Regions from separate parts of the Mus musculus genome. Here region 1 is linked to region 2. The links are chromatin contacts, called in public HiChIP or PLAC-seq maps. All regions are on one chromosome and are shown on one strand. The core of a region is the stretch at or near the end of the contact, and the rest is flanking DNA. Distances in the headings are between cores, read along the strand shown.

The links. HiChIP or PLAC-seq counts read pairs in DNA pulled down with a chosen protein or histone mark.
Region 1: a contact with region 2 is called in a FOXA1 HiChIP or PLAC-seq map of pancreatic cancer cells. The contact joins the enhancer-like site here to the promoter of Ereg in region 2. A contact is called at or near these places in 7 of 39 promoter capture datasets (the 3T3-L1 cell line, 3T3-L1-derived adipocytes, embryonic stem cells and 3 more), 1 of 15 datasets of contacts at CTCF or cohesin (the NIH/3T3 cell line), 2 of 484 Hi-C or Micro-C datasets (bone marrow-derived macrophages and tail fibroblasts), 1 of 115 datasets of contacts at active chromatin or transcription factors (pancreatic cancer cells) and 3 of 9 other capture datasets (adipose tissue, macrophages and pancreatic islet).

What each region holds. Positions count from the first base shown.
Region 1 is chr5:91,319,177-91,322,030 of GRCm38.p6, reverse strand. No RefSeq gene overlaps it. Among named protein-coding and RNA genes, the nearest start is that of Gm19619, 38 kb to the right of the region's middle. Within about 2 kb of position 1,515, at least 21 of the 459 cell types and tissues checked have an H3K27ac peak or open chromatin away from gene starts, as enhancers often do. A contact at or near this core is called in the NIH/3T3 cell line, pancreatic cancer cells and tail fibroblasts, where this site is marked.
Region 2 is chr5:91,073,242-91,076,028 of GRCm38.p6, reverse strand. Ereg (epiregulin) reads right to left here and starts at 1,412. Exons shown (of 5, transcript NM_007950.2): 1 at 1,224-1,412. The coding sequence starts at 1,269. Gm19610 (a long non-coding RNA gene) reads left to right here and starts at 1,094. Exons shown (of 3, transcript XR_001784889.2): 1 at 1,094-1,355; 2 at 2,651-2,787.

The DNA of each region.
Region 1 (2,854 bases), core at 266-2,765, 250 kb before region 2:
GTATAAATAAACTGTGAAGCAACCTGAGAGTAGTCATGGGATGGAGACATGTAGTTTCCAAGAAGGCAATTCTATAATTAAATACTGTGTGGGGGAGCTTACATTATCTTAAGTCATTCCACTCAGACAATTGTGGTAGGATAAATGACATTGATTGTGGTTTTGTGATGTATAAAGGAGGCACTTCATTTAGGACATGATAAATCAAGATAAATAGTTACAGATAAATACATAGATGAAAACATTGACAGTCAATAATTTAGTAGACATACGTAAATATGTGATATTTTGTCTTTGCTTAAAAATCATTATTTTCTATATATTTTTCCCTTATTTAATTTTCATTTTATGTACATGGGTATTTTGCATGCTTGTATGTCTATAAATCATATGTGGGCATGGTGCTGTCAGAGGCCAGAAAAGTGTGTTGGACCCTCTGGGACGGGAGTTAGATATGAGACATAAGCTGCCCTTTGGATGCTGGGAATTGAGAAATGCTTTTAGACAGTCACCTCTCTGACCCCTTATAATATTTTACATAGTAATATTTATTAACATTTATTATAGTAAAACTATTCATTAAGTGGGAGAAAGAAATAAGCTTGAGACATTCAATATATTGTATCACCTTATATACTTATCTGGTTTAAGTTTCTTAATCTCTCTGCCCACAGGACAGTTTATTTTTTCTTAGTTTTAATTCATCATTACAATTTGGCTAATATTCTTTTTCTCATAGTATGTGTTTTAATGGCTATGGAACATGTATTCATGTATTGGTTAGAAATTCATTCAAATCCAAATAGAAGTGCTTGTCACAGGAGTGTCACCAGTCAGGATACTGCCTTCTCATTCAATAACAGCGTTGTTACAGTCACTTGGGGATGTCAAAGCAGCTTCTCCTGTCTTTCTGTCCCGCTATTCTTGAATATCAACTTCACTACTGCAAAATAGTTGCCCCAGCTCCTGATATTAATACACTCTTTCTAGAGAGAGGATAAAAGGGTCAATATGAAGGAGAATTCCTAACTAGGTCTGACCCTTAAAAAAACAGTCACATGTCATAGAAGAGTCAAGAGTAAGTTCTTAAGTTCTTAAGCCTCCCTCAGGTGTTTGGCTCCCCTGACCTGGATCCAAGTGGTGTGGGACTCCCTGTTTCTCAGTCTTTATAGAAAAGTTCTAGGATCTCAACCTTCCCAAAGCTGTGACCCTTTAATACAGTTCTTCATGGTGTGCTGAACCCAACCATAACATTGTTCCATTGCTACTTCATAACTTTGATACTGTGACGAATAGTAGTATAATTATCCAAGCTGAAGGATATCTGATTATGTGACCCCTGTGGAAGAGTCATTCAACCCCCATGAGGGTCATGACTCACAGGTTAAGATTAGGAGAAAGACATTGTAAATAGACTTGGATAGAAGAAACAAAATAATTGCGTTCTTCTGTTTCCTTGACAGTCCTTCCACACCGCTGAGCATGCTGGGAAGAGCACACCACAATCTCACTGACTCATTTCCTCCTCTTAAAGTTTAAGACCTCTGCTGCCTTCTTTACTGAGTCTGAATGGAACTCATGTTCTAGGCGCAGCATAAAAGGAGAAAAGAGCTTTCACACAAAATATGGGAGAAGAGCAACCCCAAAGGAGCCCCTAGTCTATAGAAAATATCAAATGTTGCTGGTTAGGAATTACAGAACCTGCTTAACCTGGAAGGTAGAGTAATTTCCAAGTGGTTAAAGCATGAAACCCATGAGGATTGCAGCTATTGGCTTTCCTACACAAACCCAGGAAAGTGCCCTTCCTGGACACTACACATTATTTCAGCCCCTGGAACCAGTTTCAAGACTGATATTGCTTTGTGAGTAATCACAGGTTATTGTCAGCCAAGCCTAGGCTTTTTCCAGCATCACAGCTATTTCAAAACTTAGAATTCTCAACTGCTTTCTCTGGTTAATTTTGTATATGGAATGCCTATGTGTGGCAAAGCTCTATGATCGGCGCATCTTGATCATAGATGTGGGGTGTCCTGCCCAGGGAAAAGTGCTGCCTATCTGGCTTGTCATGGGAAAGCTCGCTGACCCTTGTCCCGAATGACTCATAAGGTTGACTGCCACTCCTGCCCTGTTTGTGGTGTGACTTCCCATGGTGGATCTCTGAGCTCTGCAGCATGTTTGCTGCTCTGGAGATGTTAACGGTAGAATCGTGGGAAGCGCGTTGCTGAGGTGCGCACTGATTCCCAAGCGTTCATACCTCTCAGATGAGCCTGTGCTATGTACACCACAAAGGGTCATGCAAGTGCCTGAAGTCACGAAGAAACTTCTTTAGACTTATAAAATGGGAATTTAATATTTGTTCCAAAAGATGGTATAGTTTTCAAGCAAAAACAATGTGGGTTTTAAATTATCATTGACTGATCATTGAACTTTTCAAAATATCTGTCTTCCTGTATAGAAAACATAGGATAGTAATATACCTGGGGATAGCATGAGCATTCCTTGTATTATACCAAAAACATAGAAAATGTTAAGTGTTTCCAGTAGAAGCACTCACAGAGTTTTACCTGTACTCAGGTTCTCTGAGATGCTCCTCACTACCTGTCTTAATACGCAGACCCAACTATGAGGGATCCTTCTAGTGGATGGCAACTATATTCTCAAAATCTAGACTTGTATCTTGGGAGGGCTGTTGGTAGTGGGTGCATAAGAGGTAAGGGAAACTTATCCAACCATTTGAAGCTTAATTTATGCTCAGAAATGCAAGATATCAAGAAGCACACATAGAATCCACAGGTTAAGTTGTGCTATCTCAGGTCAAACTGATCAGGTTGAGCCATAAACGAGACTATCTATT
Region 2 (2,787 bases), core at 163-2,662:
CAAAGTCACTCCACCACTGTGACCTTTAGGTTCATGCCTAACTTGAGGAAGACTGTCACCGATTGGAGTTTATCCTTTTCAGAGACCTTAAACTAAACACAGTGAAGCCACGTTGCTTAAAATTGCTCTTCTAGCAAGGCATTCTTAGCTCATTTTTGACAGAAACCACAGATCCAGTTTCCACTTGGGTTCTTGCCCTTAAACGTGTAATCTCTAAGTATGCATAGTATGTACTTCATTAGGGTTCCCAACCCCTGTAAGGCGTGTCAAAATAATAATTTAACTGTCGCATCCTGCACAGGAAGCGTCTCAGGGAAATTTGTCTCATTGCAAGTTCAAGAAGAATGTGGGATTGATAACTTTTATTTCCTTATTAAAACGTTCATCTATTGGGAAAGTTTATATATAACTCTTAAATCATCTGGCACTTAAGAAATTAGGGACAATTGGTTAAACAAAATAAAGCAGAGAGAGAGAGAGAGAGAGAGAGAGAGAGAGAGAGAGAGAGAGAGAGAGAGAGAGAGAGAGAGAGAGAGAGAGAAACTTTGCAAATAATGGGATTCCCACATTTGTGCCCCTGCCCACAGAGCTAACTCATTTCAAACAAGAAAACTACCCATAAAACAAACAAAAACCTCTCTAAACTACCCATCTTTAAGCCTGGGAGGCAGGGGCTGCTGGGGAAAGCAGCAGGTGAGAAGTCTGTTGGCAGTTGCTTCCTGGACCTGACCAGGTAGCCTTGGCCCCAGCAGCCCTGCTGGAGCAGGCACATCCCAGAGCCCCCTGGTTGTAAACTGGTCCTTTGCACAAAGGTCTCTAGCAGGCTGAAGCAATCTCTTCCTGCACCACCCTAAGAAAGTAAATCATTATCTATCAGAGATACTGTCCATACCTTTGGGGTTCTAGAACTGCTCAATTTTCAAAAGAAAGTGGGGGCGGGGAGGGGGGGAGAAAACCTTTAAAACTTTTAAAAAGTTTTTTTCAGTAAAATTGATATTAATTCATGCATAACATAAACTAGTCATGAATTTATCGACAAAAAGCAACGTCAACCGACCAAGTCGCACCATCCCGCACTTCCCCAGCCCCGCCAGTGAGAAAGACAGACTCACAGAAGACATCCTCTTAGACTGAGCGCACTTTAACAACTCCATACTTGTCCTATGACAAATGCACCGCGCCTTCCTCCCCCTCTTCTCCTCTTGGGGGCGTCGAGGGCTTACCTAGACAAAGCAGCGTCAAGACCCAAGAGGCAGGGAGCGTCTCCATCCTTCTTTCTCGGTGCAGCTTGCGGAGTGCGCGGCGGCCAGCGGGAGCAAGGTGCCTGTGGCTGAGTTGGAACCGAGCTGATCCAGGTACCAGAGCCCACCAAGTCGCTGTGACTCTGAGCAGCCAGGCAAGTGAGCTGAGCTACTCGGCGCAGCGCAGCGACCTTTATAAGTCTGGGGAGGTGCCTAGGCACGCGAGGACTTACTAGCGGGTTGTCCAGGGTTTCCTAATGCCACCCCCCGGGGGGAGGAGTGGTGGCCAGCGGAGGACTGGCCAGATGTCATCCTCCCTCTCAGGAACACCTGAGAGGAGGGTTTCAGGAATGAATGTCCTTCTAGTGTGGCTACTCCCCAAACTTTTCCATCCTCCTTGTCTTCGGACTCAAGCCCCGAGGAGGTGGGGAGCTTGGACCAGATGGGTTGGTTTGCTCTATGGGGTCATCTGCCGGGTAGTGGGTGGCTTTAGTTGCTGTGGGTGACTGTTGTAGTCAGGGCTGTGTTTCCAGCGCATACTTTTGGAGAGTTGAGTTGCCAACTCAGGCCGGAATAACTCCCTGTTTGGGAACATACTTGAAGCATGTCACTGGCTCCAGAGCTCTCTGCTCCTATTCAAATGCCCGGAAATGCCTTTCACCCTCACGCCTTCCTTCTCAGCCCCTCAGCTTCCAATGTGATTCAGACATTTATCACCTCAAAGTCTAGTAATTATGAAGAAAGCCCTATATTGTTTGTCCGTTCTGTCCTATTTGCTATCTATTGGCAAATTTTTTGAGTTAACAACTCCAAACACTGCCTTAATCCAGCACTCCTTGCTACAACAACTTTCCAGTTCTCTGTGCCTGTCTCAAATGCAAACTTGAATCGGTCCTTATCTGAGCTCGCACTAGTTTGTCAGACAAATTGGCTCACCACCTCACCATTTCTGCTTCTTCGCAGTTTCCTCCCATTGCTGATGGAGTCATACTTGGGGGAAAGGCTGCCTTTTATGAGGAACTAGGCGAATTAGTCTATTTAGCGTGGCTCTCGAGGCCCGGGATGTGTGAGTTCACAGGGATCTTGTCTGGTTTGAGATACCTTTTCCCTTGATTCATAGAATCTAGATTAGGCCCTGCGCTTCTGGTTAAATGACTGTGTATGCTTTGGTTTTTATTTATAAGTCTGGTTTTCATATCTCTACAGACATAGGGGTTTTTCCTCCCTCTGGGTTTTAGTTACATTCCTCTGGAGAGATTAGGAATAGTCAATTTAACACACAAAGAGATTGGGATGGAAAATGGAATCTGAATGATTTTTGCCTAGTACATTTGTTGATTTTCTAGCTCAAAATTAGAAAATGGATTGTTTATAAATTCTTTTTTTCCTGTTATTTTCTCTCCCTTAAGTCAAGGTCTTTGAGTGTCCGCACATTTTGTTGTTGGAAAGCAATACTGCATTCTTTTCGTGGTGAAGACTTAAACATTTGAATGGAAATCCTTGAAAAGCCTGCTCAGTCTTTCTACCCCGGCTCATGATGAAGGAG